2 separate regions of the Mus musculus genome follow, and region 2 is linked to region 1. Evidence: chromatin contacts called from public HiChIP or PLAC-seq data. All regions are on one chromosome and are shown on one strand. The core of a region is the stretch at or near the end of the contact, and the rest is flanking DNA. Distances in the headings are between cores, read along the strand shown.

Region 1 (7,926 bases), core at 3,118-5,617:
TTCCTTAAGCTCAGGAAGTAAACAACTCAAAGGCTTCAGGAAATCCCTGAAACTGAGCAGGTGTACTAGACCCCTTCTCCCCCAAGCATATTTAAGCAGTCAGGACTGCTTGAGAGACACTCTCAGACAAGCTGAGCTGGCTGGAAGCCCCTCTGATCTGCCCAGTTGTCCGCAGGCTGTGCAGTGTGCTCCTCATTTCCAGCTTTCATAAACTGTCACTCATACTGGAGTGGCTTTCGGTGATGCAGCCGTCTTTGAGTCATTTCTGCTTCTGTACGCAGCCCCTCACCCATATCCCTGTAAGTAACCCAATTAAACTCATTGCTTCTCCAAGTTGGACTTAGATATGTATCCTTTAGTCTACCATCAGTTCTCTATCTGGGACAAATAGATTGTCTCTCTAGGGACACAGTCACACAATACTTAGGTACATGGTAATTTTGAGGTCAGGCTGGCCTACAAGAGACCCTACCTCAAGAAGAAAGGGAGAGGGAGACAGAGAGGAAAGAAAACAGCAAGGAAAGGGTAGTTACTCAGATTTTAACCCAGAGAATCTAGAAGATATAGTTAGTCTCCAAAACCTGATCTCTGAGACGTCAGCCAGTGTGAGCCCTGTTTTAGGAGCCAGGAATGAACAGAATCCCCATAGGGGCTCCAATCCCCAAATCGCTACATGCCCCCACTACACCTATTATCTCTAGTAAGGACTCCAGCCTAGAAAATGCTAATAACGGGGCTGGAGAGATGGCTCAGCGGTTAAGAGCACTGATTACTCTTCCAAAGGTCCTGAGTTCAATTCCCAGCAACCACATGGTGGCTCACAACCATCTGTAATGGGATCTGATGCCCTCTTCTGGTGTGTCTAAAGATAGCTACAGTGTACTCATATACATAAAATAAATAAATCTTTAAAGAAAGAAAGAAAATGCTAATAATGGACTTTAATGCATAAGGCACAGTGTAAGGCTAAAATCATTAAGCATTTTTATACATGAAAGGCCCAGCAGGCTGAGCAAAAGCAGCAAGAACACTGCCCCTCACCAGGCACCCTGGAGAGCCCCAGAGGAACAGAGGGTCATCCAGTCTTTGGCATGGTGCCTGGGGGCAGCAAATGACTAGCATGGTCCCTGTCACCTTCTGGGGGGCACTGACATCAATGGATAGCTCTTTGGTCTGGAAAAAGTCAGTGCAAATGTCCAGGGGTTGAGTTCTGGAGCAGTTGCAGGTAGCACGGTACCCCGGAAATGGGAAGTCTCTGGACAGTCCTCACTGCTCAGGGACAACATGTGGCCTTTTTCTTGCTGGCAGTTAGGTACAGGTTTTTGTCATCGCTGTTGATGCCTGAAAAGGGATGGGAAATATATGAACCATGGATTGAAGGTAACCACCCCACCTCCGCTCTCTGCCACTGTTAACCAGGTGGTTAACTTACGAACAACATCTGCAATGTGCCGAGCCCCGGATTTCTCCAGCTCCGCCAGGACATTGGCCTCAAAGGTTAGTGCTGCCACACGGAAGAAGAATTCCCGGACATTCTCACCTGACATGAGGAGCAGAAACCTCAGGGGAACACTATAGAACACTGGACCAGGCTTAGATGCAGGAGGGAGAGGAGAGGTAGGCAGGTATGCACAGCAGAAGGCTGGAGCCCCAACTCACCAGTGAGGGAGGACACCGCCCAGTACTCGGCCTTAATCTCTTGGGCCACCTTGAGGGCATCCTTCTCCATTAGGGAATACTGAGCAGGAGTCTGTGGGAAAATCAGAGTCAGACCGGGGGTGGGTCCCCTCACCAAGGTGGGAAGGTCCTCCACTGGCACACTCACACTCAGGTCCTTCTTGGAACCCACAAGGAAGAGGAGCACGTTGGAAGGGTCGTTCTCCTTGAGGGCATCAGTGAGCCACTGCCTGCCACAGACGGATGGTGGATAGCATTAAAGACTGAGTGAGCCTGGCAGGCCCCGTCCATCCACTTTCCCATGTCCAGTTACGAGCTCTGGCTTTTCTCTCCACCCCAGCCCCCACCTCTGTTACTCCAAAGGACCCATCCCAGATTTCTATGCATTGTTGGCAAGTCCCTACCGCTGAGCTAGAGACAGCACTTAGATACATTCTCTTTTCCCAATTGATCCCAACTTCTTTCTTTCTTTCTTTCTTTTTTTTTTTTTTTTTTTTGGTTTTTCGAGACAGGGTTTCTCTGTATAGCCCTGGCTGTCCTGGAACTCACTCTGTAGACCAGGCTGGCCTCAAACTCAGAAATCCGCCTGCCTCTGCTTCCTGAGTGCTGGGATTAAAGGCGTGCACCACCATGCCTGGCTTTGATCCCCTTTTCTAAAACCTCCCTGGACTTTCCCATCCTGTTCTGGCATCCTCACATACTTGGTGTGTTCCAGGGATGCCACGTCATTCAGGTTGAAGACAATGATGATGGCTGAAAGAGTGACAGAAACAGCTGCAGACTGACAGGAAGATGAATGGATGGATGTCTTTGCCTTTTCCCTGTCCATCACCTCTCCTCAGAACACTGACTGATGTGCTCTTAGACTTCCTGCATTCCAGAGCCAAATCCCTACCTTGAGCTCCACGGTAGTAGGTGGAAGCAATGCACTTGAACCTTTCCTGACCAGCCGTGTCCCAACTGGAAGAAAGGAGAGCAGAACCCAGATAATAGGGTGTGCAAAATGGGATGACAAGGCTATCTGGAAGGAGTGGAAGAGACACTCACAGTTGGAGACTGAAGGGGACACCCAAGACTTCAAATCGTTCCATCTCAAAATCCACTCCGATGGTAGCCTTGTAATTCTTATCGAAGGTGTCTTTGCAGAACCTAAGGAGACACCAAGTAGCCTGTAGCCCCGCCTACCCTGTTAAACTGGATCCAGCTGAGTCTTTGCCCGGCCAAGCTCCAGTACCCTGTTACCTATTAATGAGACAGGTCTTCCCCACAGATAGGTCTCCCACAACGATGACCTTGGATATCTTAAATCTGTTGGACAGAAGAGTGGATGGACAGAGAAAATCCATATCAACTAAGGTACATTACCATAGATAGGCAGGTCTCCCTGGAAGCCCAGAAAGTCCTGCACAGATGTGCTGTGGAGCAGTGTTCAACATTAGGGACTTTCAGACCTGTTTTTCTGGAGTGATGGGGGAGGAAGTCGTGTAGTGCTGGGGGTAGCCTAGGAGGGCTCTGCACATGTTAGAATAGTGTGATCGTTCACTCTGTCTCTGTCTGTCTGTCACTCCTCCCCGCTCTCAGATACCCCGCCCCCGACTAGAGGTTCTATGGGTGGTGTGACTCTCCCTGTTGGATGTCTTTTCCATAGGCTCACAACCTCAATGGGAGGAAACTGGGAGAACATCAGAACTGAGGCATAACCTTGTAACCACAAAGGGGTGAATGACTTCAAAGTTTCTTGAGTAATTTTTTAGCTAGGAGTGTCCCTAACTCACCCCACGGTGCCTGTCCGGTGCTCCTGGCAGGCGCAAGTGACGCGGGGGTGGAAGTCTTTGCGCACGTGCAAAGCGGCCTCTTTCTTCAGGCACTGAGAGGAACATTGTGAGAATGGAGCTTTTGTGCCATAGCCAAGCAGCCCTGGGCTGGGGGTGGGGTGGGAAGCGGACCACCCAGGAGCAGCGGGCCTTGCAGGGCGACGGGGCTGGGCCACCTTCTCCCCGCCCACACTCAGCGACAGCCAGAGGCCCGACGTGGCCCTGGTGCCTACCTGGGGCAGCTCCGCCAGGACGCGGTCCCTCCGCACGGGCGCCAGAATGTTCATCTTGTCTGCGGCCTTGCGGGGCTCCCCGGGAAGGCGCAGAGGCCTGATCCGCCCCGGCGGCCGGGACCCGTGGAGACCCGACGATTATCCGCGGCCGCGGGGTACCGACAATCACCCGGGGCCACGGAGAGCCTGTGGGAGCCCTCGGCCTTGGAGACGCTACGACCACCGCGGGCCAAGGGGACGAGACAATCACCCCGGGTCTGGGAGAGCCCACAATCACCCGAGCCCGGGGCGTCCCGAAGACCACTCGGGGGCGGGGAGATCCCCCGGCCGCTAGTTGTGGGCGGGGAGTCGCGTCCCGGGGAGCCCGGGCCCGCGCGGATCCTACAATGACACGGGGTCGGATAGCCCCTACGATAACCCGGGGCCGCGGAGACCCGACGACAACTCGGGGCTGGGATGGCCCTACCATAACAGAGAGGCCTGGGGGGGCTCGGGGCCGCCCCGCCACACGGGGTCACTTTGCGCAGGGGCAGCAACTGCCGACGCCCTCGACCGGTGAGAGGAGGGGGCGACAACCCTAGACGCGCAGCGAGGCCCGCCGTCCCACTCTGCGAGCGTTGCAACACGATCCCCGGAAATTCCTGGAGAAGGGCCGCCCCCTGCCCCGCACCCCGTCGCTCCCGGGTTTGCAGCCGCCTTCAGCGCGGCCCTCGCCAACCCCCTCCTCTCCTCTCCTCCTCGCGCGCTGCCCGGGCTCCAGATGCCCTACCCAACGCCAGGACCGCCTACACCCAGACTGGAGCCTTTCCAGACTGGGATCCCTTAAGTCTCTCCCCTCCATCTCCCTGTTGGAGCCGCGTCTTCCCCGGGACCACTTACCCAACGGAACTGGTGATGGGGAACCCGTGATTGTAGCACAGCATCTGGCAAGACCCGGAGCCGCCGAGGGGAAAAGGGGGAGAGAAGGGGCCCAAGGAGAGGCGGTGCTTCCCTCCACGACTCCAGGCCTGGCACATGACTCATAGAGTCTGCCCCTGCTCGCCCTTCTGCCCTGGGAGGTGAGAGGGATCTCCTAACGGGGGTGTCAAGATCTGAACGAGGTGTCCACTAAGGACCAGACGTCCCAGATCTGTTGACTTCTCCCGTCGAGCCTCCTTCCATGAAAGATAAAGAAGTGTTAGGTAGACTGTGAAACTTCGTCTTTTGGCGTGGTCACTCACCACTATGGGATTGCAGAACCCTGCTTCTAATACGGATGAACATTTTCTAGCCGGAATAGAACAGTCAAAACCAGAACAGCTTTTCCTTTTTGTACACACACACCGCCCGCGCAAAGAAGAAATTGATATATGTTTATATGTTTGGAGCTAAATTTGAAGATACAAAAATGAGTGGAATACAGTATTAGAAGGGGAAGACTAGTTCAGGATTGAGGACTATGAAATTATTCACAAGAAAAACTAGAGTAAGAGAAATCACAGCTGTCTCAGCTGTGGCTAAAACTACTTAAGGATCATTACTGGCGTCTAGCACGGGGGCTGACACCTGTGGTTCTAGCACTTATGAGGCTGGGGACTTTACTTTAAAGCCAGCCTGGACTACAGAGTATGACTTTTGTCTTTTTTTTTTTTTTTTTTTTTTTTTGGTTTTTTTCGAGACAGGGTTTCTCTGTATAGCCCTGGCTGTCCTGGAACTCACTTTGTAGACCAGGCTGGCCTCGAACTCAGAAATCCGCCTGCCTCTGCCTCCTGAGTGCTGGGATTAAAGGCGTGCGCCACCTTGCCCGGTGACTTTTGTCTTAAAATAAATCTGGATGTGATGCACTTGGAGGCAGAGGTAGACCTTTGTGAGTTTGAAGCCAACCTGATTTACTTAAAGAGCTCCAGGCAATTCAGAGTTGTGTTGTGAGGTCCTGTCTCAAGAACTAAGAGGAGGAGGAGAGGGAGGAAGAGGAGGAGGAGGAAAACAATGATTAGGTTTGGAGAGACAGTTCAAGAAGGCTCAGAGGTTAAGAGCACTGACTGCTCTTCCAAAGGTCCTGAGTTCAAATCCCAGCAACCACATGGTGTCTGACAATCATCTGTAACAAGATCTGACTCCCTCTTCTAGAATGTCTGAAGACAGCTACAGTGTAGTTACATATAATAAATCAATCAATCAAAAAAAAAAGTAATTAAGAACACTTGCTGCTGATCTTATAGAGATCAGGGTTTCTGCTCCGACCTGTACCCCGAGTTCCAGGGGTTTAGACACACTCTTCTCTCCTCCTGCACCAAGCATGCATGTGCTACACAGTTTCATGCAGGCAAAACACTCATACACATAAAATAATTTTAAATACTAGGGACTGTAGATCATGTAGTCATGTAGTAATGACTGCAGTCATTACTCAACAGTGTACAGTGCATGTGTGTTCTGAGAGAAGGCCCTTAGTTTATTTCCCAGCAGCCACATGTTGTCTTCTCCTGTTGAGCCTCCTCCCGTGGTTCAGGACCACCAGGAACTCCAGCTCCAGGGTATCCTAAACCTGGCTGCTGTGGTTACCTACATGTACACACATGCAGACACACATGCACATACATGCACACACATGCAGACAAACACGCACATACATGCACACACATACAGACACACATGCTCACACATACATTTAAAAAAGTAAAATCTTTTTGTTGTTGTTATTGACTTGGTTTTTCTCTGTGTAGCCCTGGCTGTCCTGGAACTTGCTTTGTAGACCAGGCTATCCTCGAACTCAGAAATCTGCCTGCCTCTGCCTCCCAAGTGCTGGGATTAAAGGCTTGTGCCACCACCACCCACTATTTTTTTTTTAAAGAATTATTTATTATATGTAAGTACACTGTAGCTGTCTTCAGACACTCCAAAAGAGTCAAATCTCATTACAGATGGTTGTGAGCCACTATGTGGTTGCTGGGATTTGAACGCAGGACCTTCAGAAGAGCAGTCAGTGCTCTTAACTGCTGAGCCATCTCTCTCGCCCCTCACAGCAGACTTTTTTGTTGCCACCAAATCACTGTGGTAACAACAGATCACTGTAGTGATAACTACATTGGACTCAGCTCTGCAACCTCAGTCTCCCACAGGTCAGATGGAGAAGGTGGAGAAAATCCTGTCCTAACATTGCACAGCTTCGCTTTATCTGCATCACTTAGGCAAACTGCAATCTGTTTGTATCTTGTTTATCTGTTTGTGGCAGCCTCACTATGTAGTGCTGGCTGGTCTGGAATTTACTGTGTACCACAGGCTGGCCTTGACTTTGTGTCAATCTTCTTGTCTCCTGAGTGCTGGGATTATAGGTGTGGCCTACAAAGGCCTTCTATCATTTATCTATCTATCTATCTATCTATCTATCTATCTATCTATCTATCTATCTTTTTGAGAGTGGTCTCACTACATATACCTGACTAACCTGTAATTTGCCATGTAGATCAGGCTGACCTTGAACTCACAGAGATCTGACTGCATTTATTTTCTCGTGCTGAGATTAAAGGTGTGTGTCACCACGCCAGGCTACAAATTGTATTTAAATTATTTTCAGACAGGCAGTGGTGGTGTACGCCTTTAATCCCAGCACTTTGGAGGCAGAGGCAGACAAATTTCTGCGTTCAAGGCCAGCCTGGTCTCAAAGTGAGTTCCAGGACAGCCAGGGCTACACAGAGAAACCCTGTCTCAAAAACAACAATAACAAAACAAAAAATATTTTCCCTGGTTTTTTTTCTTTTTTGGTTTTTCAAGACAGGGTTTCTCTGTATAGCCCTGGCTGTCCTGGACCTCACTTTGTAGATCAGACTGGCCTCAAACTCAGAAATCCACCTGCCTCTGCCTCTCCAGTGCTGGGATTAAAGGCGTGGGCTACCACGCCCGGCTTGGGTTTTGTTTTTGCTTGTTTGTTTTGTTTTTGGAACAGGATCTCTCTATGTAGCTTTGGCTGTCCTGGAACTTGCTATGTAGACCAACCTGGGCTTGAACTGCTGGGAATAAAGGTGTGTATAATCCACATCTGGCTTAAAAATCCTTTTTTTTTTTTTTTTCTTTTTTTGTTTTTTTCAAGACAGGGTTTCTCTGTATAGCCCTGGCTGTCCTGGAACTCACTCTGCAGTCTAGGCTGGCCTCGAATTCAGAAATCTGCCTGCCTCTGTTAAAAATCCTTTATAATAAGTTTGTGTACGGGTATGTGCACATAA
Region 2 (7,926 bases), core at 3,656-6,155, 170 kb before region 1:
ATCCCTGACCCTTGATCTAACCCTGAGGAGTCATGTCTGTCTCTGGGTGAGCCTGCTGAAGTCCAACCTCCTGGGGACATGACAGATACCCTTCTATCCAGGTGAGCAAATTTGTCAGAGGGCGGTTTATCCTTCTAAGATCACACAGCAGATGGACCAATTGTTGGGTCAAGAAAAACACACCCTTATCCCTTGATACATGTCCCCTGAGACCCTCTTGCACAGACACCTTCTCCTGAGGTAGGTGCAGGAGAGACAAGATCTTTTGTTGGGGAATCCGGTCCCCAGGACTTACACCCTTGTCAACACTGTCTCACCTACTAACCAGGCAAGACAGATGCTGAGGTGCAGGTGATCCAGAGCCAGCTCTGTGGGCAGGGGCGATTCCTGCCCCCAACTATCTGCACTATAGTCTGGCCCGGGGACAGGTTGCTAGTGTGCAGACAGCTTTGCACCTGCTGTGCTCCCAGCAGACAGGGAGTGGGAAAAAACATCTTGCAGCATGGCTTTGGCTGGAATGGAAATGTCCACAGACTTGAGGTTCTGGGAGCGAGAAACACCATAGTCTGGATGGGCTGTTCCTGAATCCCAGACTCTCCAGGTAGAGATAGGCGCTCCCCTCCTCCTAAGGTGACAGCAAAGTCCTCCAAAAACTAAACAGAGAAAGGGAGGCGAGGCCCCTCCCTCTCCTCTGGGCCTTCTTCCCTGCCCACTCCTGGCCTTACCCCCAGCCCCTCCCTGCATCTCATCTTCCTGGCTTAATTATTTTTCCTGGGAGCCGTGTAATCCCTGTTTTATGGGACTGAAGAGTGAAGAGGTCTGACAGCTTTTTCGGTTCGGTTGTTTTTCTTAGCCGGTTGCATCACCCCTGCATGCCAGAGTTTACATTTGACTTCAGAGAGACTGTGTGAGGATCTGACCAGCCCCATTGGCAAGGCAGGCCCCCACGGGAATGACCTGGGCAAGGCCCTCAGCTAAGGAACAGGGCTGAAGTCCATACCCGGTTATCGTTTTCCTCATGTGATCCAAGGCCAGCTGTTTTCTTCTCTGGGCCTCAGCTTCCCTCTCTGTAACATGTCAGTTTGGACGAGTTGGTACCTAGATTCCTTCTAAGCCAACAGGTTCTCTTCGAACCTCTCCAAAGAGAGAGTTCCAAGGCTCTAAACCTCTCAGTCCTTATTTGGAAGTCATTTTTTAGGGCAAAGACAGAGTGGACTCTGAAGTGGTCAGTACTCACACCCAAGGCAGCTACTGTGGGCGTCCCATAGTTCCATGAGTCAGGGGCTGAGGAAGTGTCCAGCCACCATGCATAATTGTTAATGCTGACCATCCCTCTTCCAAACAGGAAGTGGCTGCGGTGGGGGCTGCCCTGGCATCCGAAGTCACACATTTATGGGACCATAAAAGTTCCCGGTGCCCATTAAGTCTGCTCTGGGGTGATGGAGCTTTGGTTCTTAGTAGAGTCAGCTGTGGGAGCTTAAGAAGGTCCAGCAGCTCAAGATGCTCGCTGGTAACCCCTGATGAACCTTGGGGTCATCAGGACCAGCCCCATGATGGGTTAGCTGTCCCCAAGAAAGGCTCCGGCAGCTGCTGCCAGCAACTCTAGTGAGACTGGCATCAGGACCCAGGGCCCGGTTCTGCTAGGCGTGATTCAGCTTGGCTGCACCCTGGGGCAAGGGAGCTAGGGAGGAGGGCGTGGCCATCTCTCATTAACCAGAAAGAGGGGCTGAAAGCGAGAGGAGCCAGGGTGTAAGGAAGTATCATCAACTGGAGAGGTAGCTCTACCCACCGCCAGCCCTCGTCGGGCTCAGGGTGGTCAACTGAGCCAGATGTGGGGGACAGGAGGCCCATGCCCCTCCACCACCATCCCTGCCACCGCCTCTCACCCAACTGAGTCAGCTTAATGGTTTTTACAACCCTCCTTGGGCACAATTACTGCACTGGTGGCATGACCGGGCCTCCTAATGGGTGTTTATTCTGTTGGCACGAGCACCCCCTGCCTGAGGGCTGGCCTCCCCACCAGGGCACACCTCCAGGGCACACTCATGCGAACTCACACCCACACACTCAATCATGGGTACACACGTACTCTGAGATACTTTCTCACACATAGCCATCCTCACTCAGGAGTTCAGAGACCTATGGTAGGAGACGCCACTCCCACCGAGAGATGTCGAAGGATCTGGTGAATATTCAGTCACATACGACTACCCCAGCCTCTACCAACACCGCATCTGCCATCAAACATAGAGGCAGCAGGTGTGCTAACTCCCACCTGTTCACCAACCCTTTTCTGCCCAGCTTGCTCTGGAGGGATGAGGTGGACCCAGAGGAAACGCATTATGCTGTTCTCCCTTTAAAGCTGTCCCCAAAGACTTTAAAATGGCGATCTTCCCCTTTCTACAAGGGGACACATAGGCCAGAAGGCCCAGTGAGCATATCCTGCTTCAGTGGGGAAATAGACCAGGGGCCTCAATGGCATTTACCAGTTGTCCCTTAAAGAAAGATCACAAGTTGGACATTGTGACTTATGCCTGCTGCAATCTCAGCACCCAAGAGACTCTGAGCATCTTACTGTGAGCCTGGACTACAAGTGAGGTCCCATCTCCAAAAGGAGTGGTGGCTAACAAATATCGGAGAGAGCTGGGGGGGGGGTGCACACCTTTAATCCCAGCACTCGGGAGGCAGAAGGCAGGGGGATCTCTGAACTTGAGGTCAGTCTGGTCCACAAAGTGAGTTCTAGGACAGCCAGGACTATACAGAGAAACCTTGTCTCAAAAAAGAACCCCCAAAACAAACAAACAAGCAAACAAAAACAAACAAACAAGCAAACAAGCAAACAAAAACAATAAAAGCAGTGAGGTGGTGGTTAAGAACACTGGCTGCTCTTGCAGAGGACTTGAATTCAGTTCCCAGCCCCACATGGTGGTTTACAAACTATCTATAACTCCAGTTCCAGGAGATTCAGTGCCCTCTTTGACAGACTCCTGTATGCATGTGGTGCATAGACAGACATACAGGCACCCACATGTACACATAAAGTGCATAATAAATATACAAAGGGTCACATCCTCTGAAGGGTCTAGACTAAGAGCTAGGTAGGGTAACAGCAGCTTTTAGATTTTAGCTAAAAAAAAACTAACTTAGGCCAGGCAGTGGTGGTGCACGCCTTTAATCCCAGCACTTGGGAGGCAGAGGCTGGTGGATTTCTGAGTTCGAGGTCAGCCTGGTCTACAGAGTGAGTTCCAGGACAGCCAGGGCTATACAGAGAAACCCTGTCTCGAAAAACCAAACCAAACCAAACCAAACCAAACAAACCAAAAAACAAAAACTAACTTAGGATCAACGATTCTGCCCACTAAAGGGTTCTACGAATGCTTTTGGAGCTGAATACATCAAGCCAGAGTGTGTAGAGACCCTATGTATAGAATTGGCGAAGGAATGTTCTAGAATCCCCAGACCTAGAGCCATTTCTTGCCGCCTGAACCCAACCTGGATTCTTGTTCTGCTCTGGTAGACTGCTCCTGATGGCTGGAAGAATTCTGTTCGCCATAACCTGTCCCTCAACAAGTGCTTTGAGAAGGTGGAGAATAAATCCGGAAGTTCCTCTCGAAAGGGCTGTCTGTGGGCCCTCAATCCTTCCAAAATCGACAAGATGCAGGAAGAACTGCAGAAGTGGAAGAGGAAAGACCCCATTGCTGTGCGCAAAAGCATGGCCAAACCAGGTGAGGCTGTCAGGCCTGTGTGAGAAAGGCCAAGGGACCTGGGTACCAGAATGAAGAAGAGCAGAGCCTGGGGAGAGAGGGATACAGGGAGGGGGGTCTGGGCTGGGAGGCTACAAAGGAGAGAGGCCTCATGGTGTTTTCTTTTGGGCCTTTGCAGAAGAGCTGGACAGCCTCATTGGAGACAAAAGGGAAAAACTGGGCTCTCCGCTGCTGGGCTGTCCACCCCCTGGGCTGGCAGGCCCAGGTCCCATCCGGCCCATGGCACCATCAGCTGGTCTTTCCCAGCCTCTGCACCCAATGCATCCAGCTCCAGGCCCCATGCCTGGCAAGAACCCCCTGCAGGACCTACTGGGTGGCCATGCTCCCTCCTGCTATGGGCAGACCTACCCACACCTTTCCCCCAGCCTGGCCCCTTCTGGACACCAGCAGCCATTGTTCCCACAGCCAGATGGGCATCTTGAGCTGCAGGCCCAGCCAGGCACCCCCCAGGACTCACCTCTACCTGCCCACACACCACCCAGCCACGGTGCCAAGCTGATGGCTGAGCCTTCCTCAGCCAGGACCATGCACGATACTCTACTGCCAGATGGAGACCTTGGGACTGACCTGGATGCTATCAACCCTTCTCTCACTGACTTCGACTTCCAGGGTGAGCTGGGAGCTGGGAGCTGGGAAGGGTGGGACAGGACTAGAGAGGTGCTCTTGGCTGCGTGGCCTAGCCTCTTCATGTCTCTAGGCTGCCACCTGCTGGCTCCTGAGTTTCTTGTCACCTGAGGCGGATGACTAGGAATGTTAAATTCGCATTTGCTCCCTGCCCTCCAGATCATGAGCTAAAAGGCTCTTTCCCCCATCTCCCCCCTCCTGGTACTCTGATCATGTACCAGATGGCTTCATCATCAAACCGCTCATCTGACAAAGCTGGGAAAAGCCGGAAGTTCCATTGGTGTACTTGACTGTGAGGGACTGGGAGGCTAAACGTTCCAAAATCATTTGCGTTTTATCAGAATTTAGCTTTCACTTCAGGAGACAGACTTTCTATGGAATGGAAGACCTCAGAGCTAAGCATGTCCTAGAGAGATTTGAGGGTACAAGCCCAGAGAGGTGAATCTTTACATTCTCCTCCATCTTGCCCGCTCCATCCTACAGGCAGCCAAGCCCCACCCTCTACCCTTCTAAGCCCCGCCCCTTCCCGTTTGAACTGTAGTGTACCGAGCAAGCCTTTTTGGAGGAGGCTGTTGATCTATACCTTAGACTGTTAGAAATAAACTTCACATAGACCTTCATTCCAGACCTGCTGCGGCTGCAGAGAACAGGCGGCTGCAGAGGAGGCTATGTGGACGTGGGATACTATAAATTCTATCAGAAGGCTAGAGATGTGGGTAGGGGGTAAAGCGTTTGCCTAGCATGCACCAATCCTTAGTTAGGGTCAATACCCCAGCATCACAAAACCCTTAATTAATACCCACTCAAGCTCCTACTGAGTACCAGGCATCTTGCAAACAGCTTTACATATGTTCTTCCCATCTGGACCTAGCAAACAATACTATACAGAGAGATACATCCACTCAAGGTCGCTGGGCCAGAAAGAAGGAGTTGAACCCAGGTGGCCAAGAGCAGCCAGCGTTGTCAGGTCTCTTTCTCCACCCTGCGGTGATGATGTTCCAGGCAGCGACTCCAGTCACTGGCCTGCCACGCGGCAGGTCACACGACCCTAGGAGGAACTCAGTGACAGCACTGTTTGTTCCTCAGAGTCAAGTGTCCTTTCTGGTTCTATCCCTGTACCTTGGGTCCTGTGAGGGGGCGGGGAGGAGGGTCTAGGGAGCCAGACCTGTGTACCTCATCAAGTTCGGTGGTGCACTGTGGGAAGACTGTAGGCGGCAAATCAACCTTTGGGAACCAAGGCAGAAGCCTGAGTGAAGAGGTTCAGGGGGGCCTCTAGGCCGCTTCCAAGAAGAGCTTTGCAACAACCTTCAAATGGGCAAATCCTTAACCTTAATCTAGTACCCTGTTCTTCTCGAAGAGGCCCAGAGGTTACCTGCAACTATGGCAGTGGTTCTCAACCTCTGGGTCGCGACCCCGATGGAAAGTCTGATGACCCTTTCATAGGGGTCGCCTGCATCTATGGCTTTTACACCGTGCTACCTTGGAGCTCGGAGCTGGACTCTGAGGCTCAGGAAAAAAAAAAAAAAGTTCAGTGATTACTTGAGGTCCCAGAGTGGATGCCAAGATAGGCTTCCAGTCCGCATCACCAGACTCCTGTTCTCTGAGGCTTCTGAGGTACTTGGGTGGGAGACAGACTGGGCTTAACTCTCTATGGCCTGCCAATGATGAGGCTTCTTCCCTCTCCCCGACTAGGAAATCTGTGGGAGCAGCTGAAGGATGACAGCTTGGCCCTGGACCCCCTCGTATTGGTGACCTCGTCGCCGACGTCATCCTCCATGTTGCCACCCCCACCAGCAGCCCATTGCTTCCCCCCAGGGCCTTGTCTGGCAGAAACAGGCAATGAGGCAGGTGAACTGGCACCTCCAGGCAGCGGCGGCTCCGGTGCTCTGGGAGACATGCACCTCAGCACTCTCTACTCCGCCTTTGTGGAACTGGAGTCCACGCCCTCCTCAGCAGCTGCCGGCCCTGCCGTGTACCTCAGTCCCGGCTCAAAGCCATTGGCTCTGGCTTGAGCTATGCCCAACATCAGCTGCGGCCTTTGCCTAGCTGGCTGCCCCATATTGGGCTCACCTTAAAGGTCAAAGAAGGAAAACACTACCTGTCTCCTATGCCACTCAGCCAACTTATTTGTTAGCCAGAAGTTGGGGGCATCCATCTAGGATGCTACCTGGTGGACCCGCATCTCACACGGGGCCCCCAGCAAGGAAAGTGTCGGAAAAGAAGCAACAGCGCGCCCCCTAGCGCCAGCTCACTCGAACTTCAGCTCTCGAGCGTGAACTCAAGCTCTACACACCTGCTCATCATGTGCCTTACACTCAGAGGAAGCCTTGGGTCACAGAGTCTGATTTGATTTCTGGGGCAGCTGAGAGCTAAAAGCTTTAGTTAGCAAAGCTCAGGGCCAGTGTGACAGGTCAAAGATCACCCCTCCAAACCTCATCCCAATCCCCATGTGCTCTACAGACTTGGCCCTCTCCCAGAAATCTCTATTTATTCTCCCATCTTACACCCTTAAAGCCTACAGGGGCTCCTCCCGTATGACCTGTGAACCCCTTAGGGAGACAACTACTTCATAGAATTTATCTATACATCTTCAGTATATACTCTGGTTGGCCATCTCCAAGGTGACACACAGAAGGGGCAGCATCTACCCTGGGACCAAACTGAGCCCAAATCCAACACAACATGTTTGGAAAAAAAAAAAAAAACTTGTCCTCAGAAACTTGAACCCCCTCTCTTAGTCTCAGCCACAGGAAAGGCCCCCTTCAGGTTGCCAAGTCTCACTCTTTCTCAATGAGAGGTTCATATAGTTCAAGCCCCAGCCTATTGGATGCGGTCAACTGTCTTAAGCATCCTGAGTAACTAGGGTTTGCAACCCGCTACAGGATGATGTGTGTGTGTGTGTGTGTGTGTGTGTGTGTGATACCCCCCCACACACACACACACATACACACACCTGCATAGCAGACTTGGGGCTCCCAGGGAGCCGGCAGAATGTCCGTGGAGCTGAGCTGTGACTCAGATGCCCACCATGACCCACCAAATGGGATCCCCAGCTTTCCCAGGGCCTGAGGGCAACCAGAACCTCCATAGGTTGTCCCCAAGCTCACACGAGGGTGGGCGGATCCCTCAGTCATCTACCATTGTCCCCTGTCCTGGAACAATAAAGTAAGCGCCTGATGGTTGCAACTACTGAGCCTTCGTTTTTTGGGACCTTCAGTCCCCAAGCAGGGTGTCTACAAGGACTCTAAAGATATAGATGTAGATGTAGCTATAGATAGATCATATATATGGAGTGGGTGTGTGTGCATTGGAAAATGTGTGCTGTGTATGTTTGTGCATATGTGTGCTGCCCCCCAAAAGGCATCAGATTCCCTGGAGCTGGAGTTACAAGCAGTTGTGAGCCTCTGGGTGGATGCTGGGAACCAAACTTAGGATCTCTAGCAGAGCAGCAAGCACTCTTAACTGTCTGAGCATCTCTCCTACCTTAGTAAGGCATCTAGACCAGTGGTCCTCAACTTGTGGGTTGAAGCCCCTTTGG

What was found. HiChIP or PLAC-seq counts read pairs in DNA pulled down with a chosen protein or histone mark.
Region 2: an H3K4me3 HiChIP or PLAC-seq map of embryonic stem cells shows a contact between it and region 1, with 5 times the contacts expected there. The contact joins the enhancer-like site here to the promoter of Rab34 in region 1. A contact is called at or near these places in 4 of 115 datasets of contacts at active chromatin or transcription factors (bone marrow-derived macrophages, embryonic stem cells, memory CD8 T cells and 1 more) and 2 of 9 other capture datasets (adipose tissue and pancreatic islet).

The regions. Positions count from the first base shown.
Region 1 is chr11:78,185,189-78,193,114 of GRCm38.p6, reverse strand. It overlaps Rab34 (RAB34, member RAS oncogene family), which reads right to left and starts at 4,367. Exons shown (of 10, transcript NM_033475.3): 1 at 3,725-4,367; 2 at 3,453-3,544; 3 at 2,920-2,985; 4 at 2,725-2,826; 5 at 2,573-2,637; 6 at 2,379-2,430; 7 at 1,826-1,907; 8 at 1,660-1,750; 9 at 1,433-1,540; 10 at 922-1,341. The coding sequence starts at 3,778. The coding sequence ends at 1,274. It also overlaps a transcript of Proca1 not described here. RefSeq lists an enhancer at 3,344-3,576.
Region 2 is chr11:78,357,225-78,365,150 of GRCm38.p6, reverse strand. It overlaps Foxn1 (forkhead box N1), which reads left to right. Exons shown (of 9, transcript NM_008238.2): 7 at 3,518-3,725; 8 at 3,883-4,374; 9 at 6,081-7,574. The coding sequence ends at 6,400. Among named protein-coding and RNA genes, the nearest start is that of Gm30367, 11 kb to the left of the region's middle. Within about 2 kb of position 4,905, at least 141 of the 459 cell types and tissues checked have an H3K27ac peak or open chromatin away from gene starts, as enhancers often do. A contact at or near this core is called in bone marrow-derived macrophages, embryonic stem cells and pancreatic cancer cells, where this site is marked.